Linked DNA regions of Mus musculus: all the other regions are linked to region 1. The links are chromatin contacts, called in public Hi-C, Micro-C and promoter capture Hi-C maps. All regions are on one chromosome and are shown on one strand. The core of a region is the stretch at or near the end of the contact, and the rest is flanking DNA. Distances in the headings are between cores, read along the strand shown.

Region 1 (3,070 bases), core at 246-2,745:
CAAGTGCTGGAATCAAAAGTATGTGCCACCATTATAGCAAACAATCCTAGAGTATTCTAATCCAGGAACTGAAGACTGTGTCTCCCTAGCCACGCCACGGCCAGGTAGATCCGTAGAGTTAAAAAGCTCCACCGCAGCCGTCTGTTTTTAGAGAGAGGGTCTCATTATGTAGTACTGACTGGTAAGGAACTACTTAAGTAGACCAGGTTGGCCTCACACTGATCATTTTGCTTTTGTCCCCTTCCAAGGCCACACTAGGCCAACATCAATATTTTGCAAAGAAGTAGACTAAGTTATAGCCAGCGCTCTTCCCCAAATCTCATGGAAGCCCCGTAATCGGGCTCAACATTAGTTCTCTCCGCTTTCTACACAACCTACTACTTACTCTCGGTAAAAGGAAGCGGGAGCTTGCCTGCTTTTCTCTAGCTTTCCTTTGGGAGACTGCCTCCCCTGAGGTGGGAGACACAACCTACTGAAGCACTACTAAGTGTAAGGACCACAGCCTGGGTGTCACCGAGGGGTGCATGCGGAGGACCAGGGCTCCTCACAGGAAGGTTGCGGAGGCCAGGGGACACACTGGGCGCTAGTGCTGAGAGCCTTAGGAGCTGAGGTTCCTTCCGGGACACGCCTCTGGAACCGCGGCGTCCAGCCGCACAACCGTCACTTAGGGCCCAAAGTAATCCTCTGCGACCCGCCCTTGATCCCCACCTCCGCTTGGCTCTTTAAGGGTGGGGGACACGCGCAAGCGTCACAAAGCGCAGCCACCGTGGGGCCTGGCCGGGGTTGGGGGTGGGGGTTGGAGGGGGGAGTGGAGAAGCGAGCAGGCAGGAGCAGAGTAGAGCAGAGCACAGCGAGGAGGGCGGGGGGGGGGGGAGGGAAGGAGGGAGGGAGGGGCGCGCGCACGCGCACCGGGCCGCTGTCGCCGCGAGCCGCCCCCCTCCCGGCGCGCGCCCCTCCTCCTCTCCCTCCCTCCCTCCCTCCCTCCTTCTCTGCTCTGTTGCTCCCGCGGCGCGAGGCGCTCTCGCTCTCCTCCTCCGCCCCTCCCCCCGCGCAGCCGCCGCCGCCGCCGTCCCGAGACCCCAGCGCACGGCGCGCCCTCCCTCGTGCGCCCCTCCGGCCCCCGCGGAGAACGAGAGGGCGAGCGAGCACGGCGATCCCGGGCCGCCTCGGCCCCCCCACCCCTGTCTTCACCATCGTCTGCCCTCCGCCGCCTTCCTTCGCTTCCACCTCCACTCCCCCCCCCATAAGTAGAGGCCCCCTCCGGGGGGGGGAGGCCCGGAGCCCGGAGCGGATTCCCCCAACTCCCTTAGGCCCGCCCCCGCCCGGCCCGAGTGTGAGGAGGGCCCGGGCCGGCCCGAGTCGTGAGTGAGGAGGACCCCGGGCGGGCCCGCGGGCCGTCTGGGGCCTGGTCCGGCCCCGCCAGGCGTGTGAGGACAGACAGGGGCCCGGCCCGGCCCGAGGGCGAGCGGAGGGGAGGGGCCTGGTCCGGCCCGGCCGGTGCGCGAGGACTGGGGCCGCGGCCCCGCACGGCCGCCGCCGCCGCGATGGCCCAGCAGCAGATGACCAGCTCGCAGAAAGCCCTGATGCTTGAGCTGAAATCCCTGCAGGAGGAACCGGTGGAGGGCTTCCGGATCACCCTGGTGGATGAGTCCGACCTCTACAACTGGGAGGTGGCCATCTTCGGACCCCCTAACACCCTCTACGAAGGCGGCTACTTCAAGGTACCGCCACCCTTTCTCGGCCCAGCTTCCCCGGTCTCGGCTTTCCGCCGCTGGCGGGGAGCGTGAGCTCGGGGGAGCCGGGGGTGGGGGGTGGGGGCTCCTCACCTCGCAGCCCCCTCCCCCATCCGTAGAGGCAGGAAGGCCTTGCTCACCAAGTGCCTTTTCTTTGTCATGGGGCGGGGGCGGGAGGCCAGACTGCACCGGGAAATAGGAAAAGCCTCTTTGGCTGGGGTAGTGGCTATCGGGAAGGAGGGCTGCCTTTGTTTTGTTTCTCCAGCTGAGGGGTGTGTGGAAATAGGGATGGTCTAGCTTCTCTTTCTCGGACCCATCTGAGCCTTCTCTGCGCAGGCTGGAACTGCCCCAGAGGGCAGGGTGACCTGCACTTACTGGATTGGACTTTTCTCTTTTTTAGGGGGGTGTGGGGGAGGAATATTAGCCTGTCATTGCCCGTGTTGCTAGTGCCCTGACATTTGGAGGATTTGTTGGTCTTGGGTAGTGGTAGTCCAACTTTTGATTACAGTAGGTGGTAATAAGGAAGAGGACCATGGGGGTGGCCAAAAAAGGGAGGGTGGTGTGCTGGCCGTTGTCTTGTTGTTCATCCACTCGAGGGGACTTTAATTTAGTCCTCTTTCTGTCCTCGTTTTCCATTTACTTTATAGTCAGTCTCTGCTGCTTCCAAAATGCCCTTTGTCCTTTCCTACCAAGTTTACTAGCACCCCCCCCCCCCCCCCCACACACTCCATGTACAAACATCCACAAAGGGTGGAACGCGTCAGGCAGATTGATAGTTTCCCACTTTCGAGAGACAAGATTAAAAGCTTTTGCTTAGGTGGTTAGCTCCAACAAATGGGGTCGTCCCACAGATGAGCTGCATCCGAGGTGATAGGCTTTCTCATGGTGGAGTGTTTCCTTAGGCTGCCACTATATAGACATTGTTTCCATTAATTATTTCTGAGTTCAGTACTTGGAGATACTGTTTTTGTTTTGTTTTGTTTTGTTTTGTCTTGATTTGACTGAAGCAGTTTATTTGGAGGGTAGAATCCCTGAGTGAAGATGTTGTGGGGGGTAGAGACAGAGGGAATGGGTGTTTAGGAATTCATTTATTATTTTATTTCCAAAATTAGGTAAAATAGGCCAATGAGTCAGTTTTCGTTTGTTTTGAAGGGAGGGGTTATCTTGGCACAAGTTTTAAACGAATATCTTAGTCATGTAGTTGTGATGGGTATTTTTAGGACTGCCCAACTACTTACCTCTTATTTTCTACCGTCCAAAAGCCTCAAATTTCAGGCTTTAAACTGGGTCAACTTTTTTGAAAATAGGATTGATAGGGAATGCTTAACATTCATGCA
Region 2 (3,070 bases), core at 300-2,799, 430 kb after region 1:
TCCTACCCATATGCTGACAGCAATGACAGTCAGGTAGCCTCAGGGCAATGGCCAGGAGGCACCTTCTTCTTTAGGCCATGCCTCCATAAACTGGCATCGCCCTCCCCCTTCCATCCCCTCGGCGCCGGCATCGATGACATCATTCCTGCCTGACTCCAGGACCACGGACCGGAGGCAGGATCCCCGCCCAGCAAAGACTCCAAACACGTAGGCCTAAGATGATAGGGGCTCTTCCGAATTCCGAACCGGTCGGCACGGCCCACTTCAGCACAGCTCCACCTCTTATCCTGGAGATACCTTCCCATGGACACCCTTGAGTCTCCATCTCGCCACCGCAAACTCTTCCCCTTCCCGATGCCCCCAGATCGAAATGGGGCTCCTCTCTCGAGAGGAAGGAAATTCCCAGGTTCTGCAATGAACCTCTGCCCCCATCAAGGCCTGGTTCCTGCTCAGCTTTGCTATATTTATCTAAAGGACCGGCGGGCAGGCCTCTCCTTTTCTAAAGGCCTATTTCCTTTCCTCCTTAGACTGATCTGCTGGCCTCCTCCCTCGCCCTGAGCATCACAGGCCTCGGGGAGCTAAACGCCTTTCTCATCCGACCCCCCGGGCTTGCTGCCAAAGATGCTCTGTGACATCCTCCTAAATTGCCCTCCACTAGAGGTGTGCACTAGAGTGCCTCCCTTGGTCCTATCCGACGGCGTTCTGCATCTGCTGACCGTGCCCTCCGCCCTTTCAGGTCCTTCGCTCGCACCGCTGGTAATCTCCCACGGTTTTCTCGCTCTGCAAATCTCCCTCCCCCGGCAAAGCGTTTTCAGGACTCCCTCTACCTTATCAGATGGCGCCCCCTCGCACAATCCCCACGGCCTAGTTCCTTCCCTCCCCTCCAGCGGCGCCCCTCCCGGCCCTGGCCTCTCCGCCGCCCGCCCCCTCACCAGCGGCTGCATCTCCGAGTGCGCGGTGGGCACCTGGAACCGGTCGATCTCCTCCATCATGGTGCCGGCGGGCGAGCGGGCCAGGGGCCGGGCGCGGCCAGGGACGCCGATGGGACCGCGCGGGGCGGCGGCCCCAGAAGCCCGGCAGATTATGCAGACTAGGCCGCCCTGGACCGGTCGGGCGGATAGGCGGATGGAAGGATGGATAGGCGGCGAGAGGCTCGCGGGATGACTGAGACCGGCGTAGCTCCGTGGGGTTGCCTAGAGCTACCGCGGCAGTAGCCCCGCGGAGCCGCAGGTCTTGCCTCGCCTCCTCCTCCGCCGCCGCCTCCTGTCAGCAGCTCAGCCACTGCGGTGACTCTGCAACTCCACTTCCGGGTCCGGGACACCGCCCGGATCCTGCATTATTCATGAGAAGGCGGTGTCTGGGTGCCCCAGCCCTTCCCACTTGCGGGAGCTCCTTGCGCGGAGGGCGGACTTATCTTTCTCTGCGGAGGCGGGGCTTAGCGGGGCCAGAGGATCCCTGCGCGCCCAAGTTCCGCCTCCTCCCCGTGTCCGGAGGGGGCGCTAGGTGCGCCTGCGCACCCGGTGCCTGTCGGTTGCTGGGTAACCGCGTCAGGGAGGAGCTGATGCTGTTCTACAAGGGCGCGAGGACCCACAACGTCAGCTGTCCCCGAAGAACCCTGGTGACTGGGAATTGAAGTGGAAGAGAGTCTGCACTTCCTGTGTGTGGTCAAGAAGGAGAAACTACTCCCCAGGAGAGGAAGCGTTTTGTAGGTTTTTCAGGGTGTGAGGTGCTTTCTATTCTTGCGGCAATGCCCTCGAAACAGATTCGTAAGCAGGTAATGTCTTACTGTGGCCTGCTGTCTTCTGAAGACCTCTGACCTTAACCGCCAGTTATTTCCTGTTGACCTCCAACCTCTCTTTCTTGTGACTCCTGGTTTGTGTTCCCACTGACCTGATTCTCCTGTTCTTTCTCACAAATCCTGCCCTCCTCTCCCAAATTTTCCTGAACCCACAGTCATTTTACTTTTAACCGAATCTGGTTTTTTCTTATTACTTCCATCTCTTCACAGACCCATCTTGTCTTGTCTTCGCCCTTAATCTCCCAACACTCCACTGAGTCCCTTCCTCATTCCCCTCTCATTCTTGTCCCAGTGGATTTTTTTATTCAACACTGCAGCATGGTCACTGCAGAGCTAAGTAAGTGGGGACATTTGCCATGTGGGAACTCAGAGAGGGGGCATGAGAACTGCACAGGAGACACGGAATAGAACAGATCGTGTGCAGGAATTTGGAGCAAGAAGTCAGAGAGGAAGAAAAAAAGACCCTTTTTCTAACCATGTTCCCTGCCCTCCAACACAAGTTTCCTTCTTATAAGACCCTCATTCACTTAGCCTTGTGAACGTTATGTTTCTGTCACCTGGCAATATGTTATCCCTTCTCACAGGAGAGTTGAATTACTCCCCAAATCACCACACATGATAAGCTAGTCTCAGGTTCTCAAGGAGCATTCTGCGATATAAAAGAATGACTCTTTCTGTCCTATAGAAATTGCTTTTATTTCCTAACGTCTAGCAGAGCATCTACTTTAAAAACAAACAAACAAACAAACAAACAAACAAAATGCTTTTCTATACTTAAGCCTAGGTATATTGAGGTTTGGAGAGCAAATCTGTGCCCATGATATCTAAGACTTCACATATTTTGGTAGAGGTTCTTGTATATCAACTTTGTGCCTTCTGCTTCTTTGACACGTGTCATCTACAGCTGAAGAACCGATCAGTCTTAGAGCTCTGTAGGCATTGAGAGGCTGTCTCTCCTTGTATTTATTGGTCATGCCCTGGTTTTATGTTGAGGCGGAATTGTGATTTGAAACTCTTGTTCTGTGCTCAAGGCAGCAGACCCTTAATTTATAGGCAGTTTGTTTTAAGTTGACATTACCAAGGTCAAGCTAGTTAGATATAATAAAACAGACCCTTTTGTATGCTTCAGGTTTTGATAGAATTGTTATGCGAATACAATGAAAACATAGAATATGTCCTCAATTACAAGAAATTCCCTGTGCCTTAGTCCAGTTGAGGTCTCCCTCCCTCCTGCCCCCTCAGCACTGGTCTGCTTTCTCTCACCACAGATGA
Region 3 (3,070 bases), core at 384-2,883, 310 kb before region 1:
GAACGGGGAGTTCCTATCTCAGGGAAAGTAAGGAGGAAGCAGACGGCGGGTAATTTAGGGTTGTTTTCTCCAAAACGTGACTCACAGGACACTCATCACTGGAGATGATTCTTGGAAAATAGCTGTCTAGACTAGCTAAGGAAACACTTCCGGAGGTCACAAGGTGTCAGTACATGGAAGATTCTAGAACAGTGAGATCTGCCTTCCTCACACATTTAGGAACTCCTGTACTAGATATATCGGGGCACAGCCTTCTCTCCTTCCTCTGAGCTTCAAAAGCATTAAACAGTCACCATCCATCCAATCACACCATTTTGTTTGTTTTTTGAGACAGGGTTTCACTGTGTAGTACCGGCTGTCCTGGAACTCGATCTGTAGACCAGGCTGGCCTCAAATTCTCTGCACTTGCCTCTGCCTCCAGAGTCCTGGGATTAAAGGCATGCACCAAGAACTTAAAAATATTAAAGAAATTAAGTAAAAAACGAAAAACATTACTTTTCTTCAGTATGCTTAATGAGCACAACTGTTTTCCCCATGAATATAACTTTGGTTTTTCAAGTTTGTCCCCAATACTGAAATTCATGTATATTCTGTAATCTAGGTGTGTTGATGAGTCTGACTTACCTGCCTAGGTGCCAAGTTTCATTAAAATGTGTTTTTGGAAAGACTGCCCCTTTACTTCAACATACATTTTGAGCCCCCCCTTTTTTTTTGCTTCTATCAAAGTCAGGGGGCTTTATGTTGCATTAGGGAAGCTAGGATATCTGAGGGCTGCCTCAGTTGCTACAGGGATGTTTAAAGAAGTGTAAGATGCCGCCACCTTGAAGCTTCCAGCCCACACTAGGTAGATGAAGACTTTGCTACAAAGCAGTTTGTTTACAATTTAAAATAGCCTGTGAGCCAGGTGGCAGAGGTGCACACCTTTAATCCCAGCACTCAGGAGGCAGAGGCAGGTGCAGAGCTCGGTGAGACTGAGCCAGCCCAGTCTACAAAGTGAGCTCCAGGACAGCCAGGGCTACACAGTGAGACCCTGCCTCAAAAGAACCTTTAAAACGCTTTAGATCTATTTGAATCTGGGTTGTGGTGATAGAGGCTGGCTAAGTTTTCAGCTTGTATCCTAAGCAGATGAGAGCCTGACACACACAATCTGAGGTACAGCAGGAAACTCAGCCTAGTCCATATCACTCTCTGAGGCTCTAGAATAGGACTCCCCCAGACTTCTCACCCATGGCTGGCTGTAGAGACATACATGGTCTCTTATGGATGGTCCCTGAAGAATGATACTGACCACCCAGCTGGATAAATTTCAAAGTTGCCAAAAAAAATCTGAAACAAAAATGGATTGTTTTGGAATTATTATTATTATTATTATTATTAGTAGTAGTAGTAGTAGTAGTAGCAGCAGAAGAGGAGGAGGAGTAGGAAGAAAGCTAGAGTAGCCTAAAAATGGTAAATAATCAGTGTTTTACTTTGCGATCATTGGAGATATCTTTTTCTTTCATTTTTGCTGGAAGTTTACTTTTAAAAGGCCAAGCACACCGTATCTATTTCTCTTGGCTAACAGAGCTATATCAACAAGCGAGCATACCGCTTGGCACTTAGCTCGCTGCACTGTTTAAAGGACAGCAACAGTGACAGAGTTGACACATCCTTGTAGACCGAGATCACTCCCTTCCCTCGGCGCTCACTGAGCACACACTTGTGTGCCTGCGTTCTACCTCCCTTGTCCCACTTCCCAAACCTCACCTGATTGATGACGTAGATGCCATAGTCGAGTTGCTGGCGCTGAAGGATGGGATGCAAATAATACAGCCAGTATTTGAGATGCTCCTGCCGGTTACGGAATGGGATGATGATGGCCACCTTGTGAGGAGAGACACAGTCCTTGGGGGAGTAACGGCCGCCCGTCTTTATCTCTGGGTTCTTCTTTGCCAAAAGCTCCAGATCCACAGCAATATTAAAGTCAATCAGCATGGGGCCAACTAGAGAGGGGGAAGGAAGAAGTTAGCCAGCCACAGGGCCTCTCTGCCGCAGACTGCATTAGCTGACCAGACCACAGCTACAGAGGGGACAGTTCCTCCTGGAAGAAGGGTGACACAGGGTGATGTAGAAAAGGCATTCATGCCCAGCCCTAGTGTGATCAGTCACTTCAGGAAACTCCCAGAGCTGGGGTACTGCGGTACAGACCGGTGAGCACAGATGAGAAAACACTTTCTCAGAAAATCCCGAGCTCTGCCACCTGCCATCAGTGTGGTTTTAGACATACGACTACCACGGCTCTTTCTAAACCTGATCTAACTGGGGAAAGGGAAGGAGCAGGTGTGGTGTGGGCGAATCACCGTAGAGGAAATCAGATTCAAAATGAAGACAGCAGGGGGGGGGGGGAATAAAAGGGACTCAAAAGAGAAGGCTGGCGGTCATAAGATCCCAGAGGAAAAGGAGGGGACACAAAAAGAACAAGCTAGAAAGATCTAAAGAAGAAAAAAAAAGCTTAGAAATAGTGGCCAATAAAGTATCGGTATGAATTGAGGCTAGGATGGCTCCAGAGTTCCTGTCCAGGAAGAAGAAGTCAGAGAAATGGGTCAGTAAGAAAGTGGTTGGCTCAAAAGACTCAGGGACAGCAGATTCTGACATGGTCAGGGACAGAGGGAAGAAAAGACCCTGTGGAATGCACAAAGTGGTCCAGGCAGAGACCCAAGATTGCAAGCCCAGGCTCACAATACTCTATGCTCCCTGGACATCTTCAATATAGGTTCCAGAAACATGAGTCCCAGCAAGATGCTCCGTAGAAAAACTATGCTCAGGACAAGTCAGGATGGGAGCCGCGCAGATTAAATCCTGCTTCTGGAACGCACACAAGGGCACTGAAAAAACTGTGCGGCCAAGAAGCCCCTCAAAGTTCTCTACCTCACCACTGCCTAACTATATCATCGCTGAACTGATGTTGTCATTTGGGGAACTGTTATTCTGCGGTGGCCAGCTTTACATGTCAAACAAACCAGGCACTAGAACACAGGGAGGAAGCCACAGAAGGTGGGACAGATCAGTCACCTGAAATACACGAAGGACA
Region 4 (3,070 bases), core at 183-2,682, 280 kb before region 1:
CCAGTCGCCTAGTACTGGGAACACAAACTCATATACTTGCCCCCCTGCCTGGTATCAGCTGGGCAAGTATTTCCAGGAAAGTGCAGCCCCATTGACCGGGTTAATTTTAGCCCTCCAGTCAGTCCCCTGAGTACACAGGCCCTCTGCCCCTGGAGAGGGCCCTGCTCAGTTTGGTTAAGAGGAAGCATCAGGAGGAGGAACTTGGGGTGGGAGACAGAAGGCCCCTTGGTTCAGCACCTACAAACAGGAGGAAATCCCACAATTGTAGCAACTTTCTAAGAGTTCATCCTCATTCTTTAAACTCTTAGTTACAATGTTTCATTTACTTCTTCAAAACAACTCCAAAATACGTGTGGTTTATTATCTCCATTTACCAGAAAGAAACCTTAAAGAGAAAGTTAAGTGGCTTGTTCTAAGGCGGAGTGGAGGGTGGTGGGGAGGGGAGGTGGTTTTCTCACTGTCGGTCTTGTCCTCAGAAGGTTGAAGGTTGCCGGTGTTGCTACTATAGGTAGGGAAGGTTGCAGAGCAGCCTTTTCAGTCTACTCTAAACTGACCCCAACTTCAAACTTCCTGAGTCCTGGGCCAGAACAAGGGTGTCTCCAGGGCCTTGTCTGGTGCTGGGGTAAGAGCCTGGGGGTTTCCCAACAGGGCCCCTGCCTCTTGAGACACCAGCCAACCTCTCTTTGGGTCATCCCAAAGAGGATTAAGCCCTTCTTGGGGATTATGCACTCTGATCAAAACCTGGTGGCTGGCAGTCCTGAAAGAGATCTTAGGATAATATCCCTGGAACCCTACTGAGGAAATCCGAGGAGTCCACGTCCTCAGATCCTGGGTCTTACCGAGCAGCGGGGACTCCTCAGGGCAAGCTGGCAGCGACAACAGTCCAGTGGTGGTGGGCACTGGCAACGAAGACAAGTTGCTCTTCAAGCCGGGGCCAGAAGCTGCACCAGGGCTGGAGTCGAGACCCGGGCGAGGCTTCGGGGAGACGCCTAAAGGAGGCGGCGGCCGCGCACCCCGCGGCCGCTGCTCTCCTGGGGGCTGCTTGCTGGCTGCGGCGCCGTTCGTGCCGCCCTGCAGTGTAGAGGAGACTCCGACCAACTGGGGCAGGCGGCTCAGATCGCGGCCAGAGAGGTAATAGACGAGGGTGACGCCGAGGTGCAGCGCGCAGACGGCCACGAGCAGGCGGCAGGCCCGCTGCAGGGTCGCGCCCGGCATCGCGGCGCTGCCGCCCAGGAACTGCTCACGAAACCTCATCTTCCCGCCGCGGCTTTAAGAGGGGGTGGGCTACGGCTGAGAGGACGGCCCGCCCGCAGGCCGCCCGCCAGGCGCTACCCGACCACAGCGATCGAAGGAGGGGCCGGGGGGAGGGGGCTAGGACCTAGCGCAGCACCGGCCGCCTGCGGCGGAAAGCCGACACCCCTGGCCGCGGGACTTTGGAGAGATCAGCGGGAACCACAAGCGCGGATGAGCAGGGGGCGTGGTCTCGACCTAGGGCGGGGCCTCAACCGGGTTTCGGAAGGCTGTTCGCGGAACCTGGGGGGGCGGAGTCTAAGGGGTGGGGCCGCAAAGCGGGTCTTTTTCGAGAGGGGCGGGGCATGAGGGACAAGGCTCGGAGAGGGGACTGAGGGGCGGAACCTTCAGCCGGGTTTTTCTGGCAGCTAAGGGAGGGCGGAGCTTGGGGGGCAGGCACTAAGGGGCGGGCCCTCGGGAGGTTGGGTTGCAGGGCGTCGCGACACTTGGGGACTAAACGTGGCGCTCCGCCAGCCCCACCGCAGCCTTGGGTTGAGCGGGCATCCCATACCCAGCGGCGCTCAGCTTTTCTTCCTAGCGTTCACCGTGGAGCTTAAGTCTCTCTAAACCAGCTTCTTGTTCAACGAGCTGCTCACCACTTCCTGACGTACCCAGTGACTCGGGTATGGGCCTGGGACAGCAGCTAGTGAGGACAAGAGGACAGGCGGTAGCCTTGGGATAGTGAGAAAATGGAGTGGAGAAAGGTCGTCTAGGAAACCGGCTTCGACGTCCCGCGAGGCCAGCGGACGGATTCTCTGGGGCGTTCCAAAGATCCACTTACCCTAGCTGGGTCCGCCTGCCTGTGAGGGGGCTAAAGTGGAGGAGCTGCTTATTGAGTCCTGCTAGGGAAGTGACCATCTTGCTCTACTCTTACTCCCACATAAGTGTTTGCAGGATTGGGAAACCTCAGGAACCTGCCCAACTTGGTTCTAGGTGCAACATGGCCTCTAGTGCATGCCACATGGAGATGACACATGCTTGTTGGGATGAGACTGGCAGAAAACTGCATTAATTCCTAAGCCTGCGTACAGAACAGCCCGTTGTACACAGCGCTGGAACACAGTCCCCATTTAACAGAATACTGGAATCTAGGCGCGGTCGTGAACACCTGTAATCCCAGACTCTGGTTGCGGAGACAGGAAGAGCCAGAGTTTGGAGCCAGCCCAGACTATGTAGTAAACAAAGATTTCAGTGCCTTGGAGTGAATAAGAATGAATGGCCTGTAAAATCTCACAGCTGATAAGCTGTGGAACTCAGGGCTCCTAAAAACTTTGTCACTGCGCGTTCCTTTACCTAACCTTGTTGATCTGAAAGTGGAAGCTGGAAGATTTAAGCACTTGAAGTCTTGACCCCGAGGCCTCAGACCCATTTATCCTTGAATGTGATGAGAACCTTAAGATGGGGAATGCTAATTCTAGCTACTCCTATGTTTGGAGAGTTTGTTGTTAACCAATATATGCCATGTAATAGGGGTTGTTAACTGTCTCCGATTCATCGATGAGAAAGCAGGCTGAGTGACATTTGGTTGCAATCATAGAAAGTATTTAAAAAAAAAAAAACCACTTGGGAGGCAGGTGCATTTCTGAGTTCGAGGCCAGCCTGTTCTACAGAGTGAGTTCCAGGACAGCCAGGGCTACACAGAAAAAAAACCTGTCTCGAAAAACAAAAGCAAAAACAAACCAAAAAAAAAAAAAAAAAAAGAAAGAAAGAAAAGAAAGTATACTGCTCATCAGGTGACTTCCTGACCGACCCTCTCTGGCCCCTCGCCTCCCTTGGTGAG

Evidence for each region. Promoter capture Hi-C pulls out the DNA fragments that hold promoters and counts their contacts. Hi-C and Micro-C count contacts between places; a contact is called where the count stands out from the background.
Region 2: a contact with region 1 is called in a Hi-C map of neutrophils, with 6 times the contacts expected there. The contact joins the promoter of Dnaic1 here to the promoter of Ube2r2 in region 1. A contact is called at or near these places in 5 of 39 promoter capture datasets (cranial neural crest, frontonasal cranial neural crest, hippocampal neurons and 2 more), 2 of 484 Hi-C or Micro-C datasets (CD8 T cells and neutrophils), 1 of 115 datasets of contacts at active chromatin or transcription factors (extraembryonic endoderm stem cells) and 2 of 9 other capture datasets (adipose tissue and liver).
Region 3: a contact with region 1 is called in a promoter capture Hi-C map of the HPC-7 cell line. The contact joins the enhancer-like site here to the promoter of Ube2r2 in region 1. A contact is called at or near these places in 1 of 39 promoter capture datasets (the HPC-7 cell line), 3 of 115 datasets of contacts at active chromatin or transcription factors (effector CD8 T cells, embryonic stem cells and pancreatic cancer cells) and 2 of 9 other capture datasets (adipose tissue and liver).
Region 4: a Micro-C map of embryonic stem cells shows a contact between it and region 1, with 3 times the contacts expected there. The contact joins the promoter of B4galt1 here to the promoter of Ube2r2 in region 1. A contact is called at or near these places in 9 of 39 promoter capture datasets (cranial neural crest, embryonic stem cells, erythroid cells and 6 more), 6 of 484 Hi-C or Micro-C datasets (CD4 T cells, embryonic fibroblasts, embryonic stem cells and 2 more) and 3 of 115 datasets of contacts at active chromatin or transcription factors (the SCID.adh cell line, bone marrow-derived macrophages and pancreatic cancer cells).

The regions. Positions count from the first base shown.
Region 1 is chr4:41,134,526-41,137,595 of GRCm38.p6, forward strand. It overlaps Ube2r2 (ubiquitin-conjugating enzyme E2R 2), which reads left to right and starts at 1,496. Exons shown (of 5, transcript NM_026275.4): 1 at 1,496-1,721. The coding sequence starts at 1,545.
Region 2 is chr4:41,568,245-41,571,314 of GRCm38.p6, forward strand. Dnaic1 (dynein, axonemal, intermediate chain 1) reads left to right here and starts at 1,550. Exons shown (of 20, transcript NM_175138.4): 1 at 1,550-1,774. The coding sequence starts at 1,748. It overlaps Fam219a (family with sequence similarity 219, member A), which reads right to left and starts at 1,294. Exons shown (of 6, transcript NM_001159583.2): 1 at 933-1,294. The coding sequence starts at 992.
Region 3 is chr4:40,821,693-40,824,762 of GRCm38.p6, forward strand. It overlaps B4galt1 (UDP-Gal:betaGlcNAc beta 1,4- galactosyltransferase, polypeptide 1), which reads right to left. Exons shown (of 6, transcript NM_022305.5): 2 at 1,747-1,982. Among named protein-coding and RNA genes, the nearest start is that of Mir5123, 27 kb to the right of the region's middle. Within about 2 kb of position 1,634, at least 80 of the 459 cell types and tissues checked have an H3K27ac peak or open chromatin away from gene starts, as enhancers often do. A contact at or near this core is called in the HPC-7 cell line, effector CD8 T cells and liver, where this site is marked.
Region 4 is chr4:40,852,552-40,855,621 of GRCm38.p6, forward strand. B4galt1 (UDP-Gal:betaGlcNAc beta 1,4- galactosyltransferase, polypeptide 1) reads right to left here and starts at 1,433. Exons shown (of 6, transcript NM_022305.5): 1 at 840-1,433. The coding sequence starts at 1,254.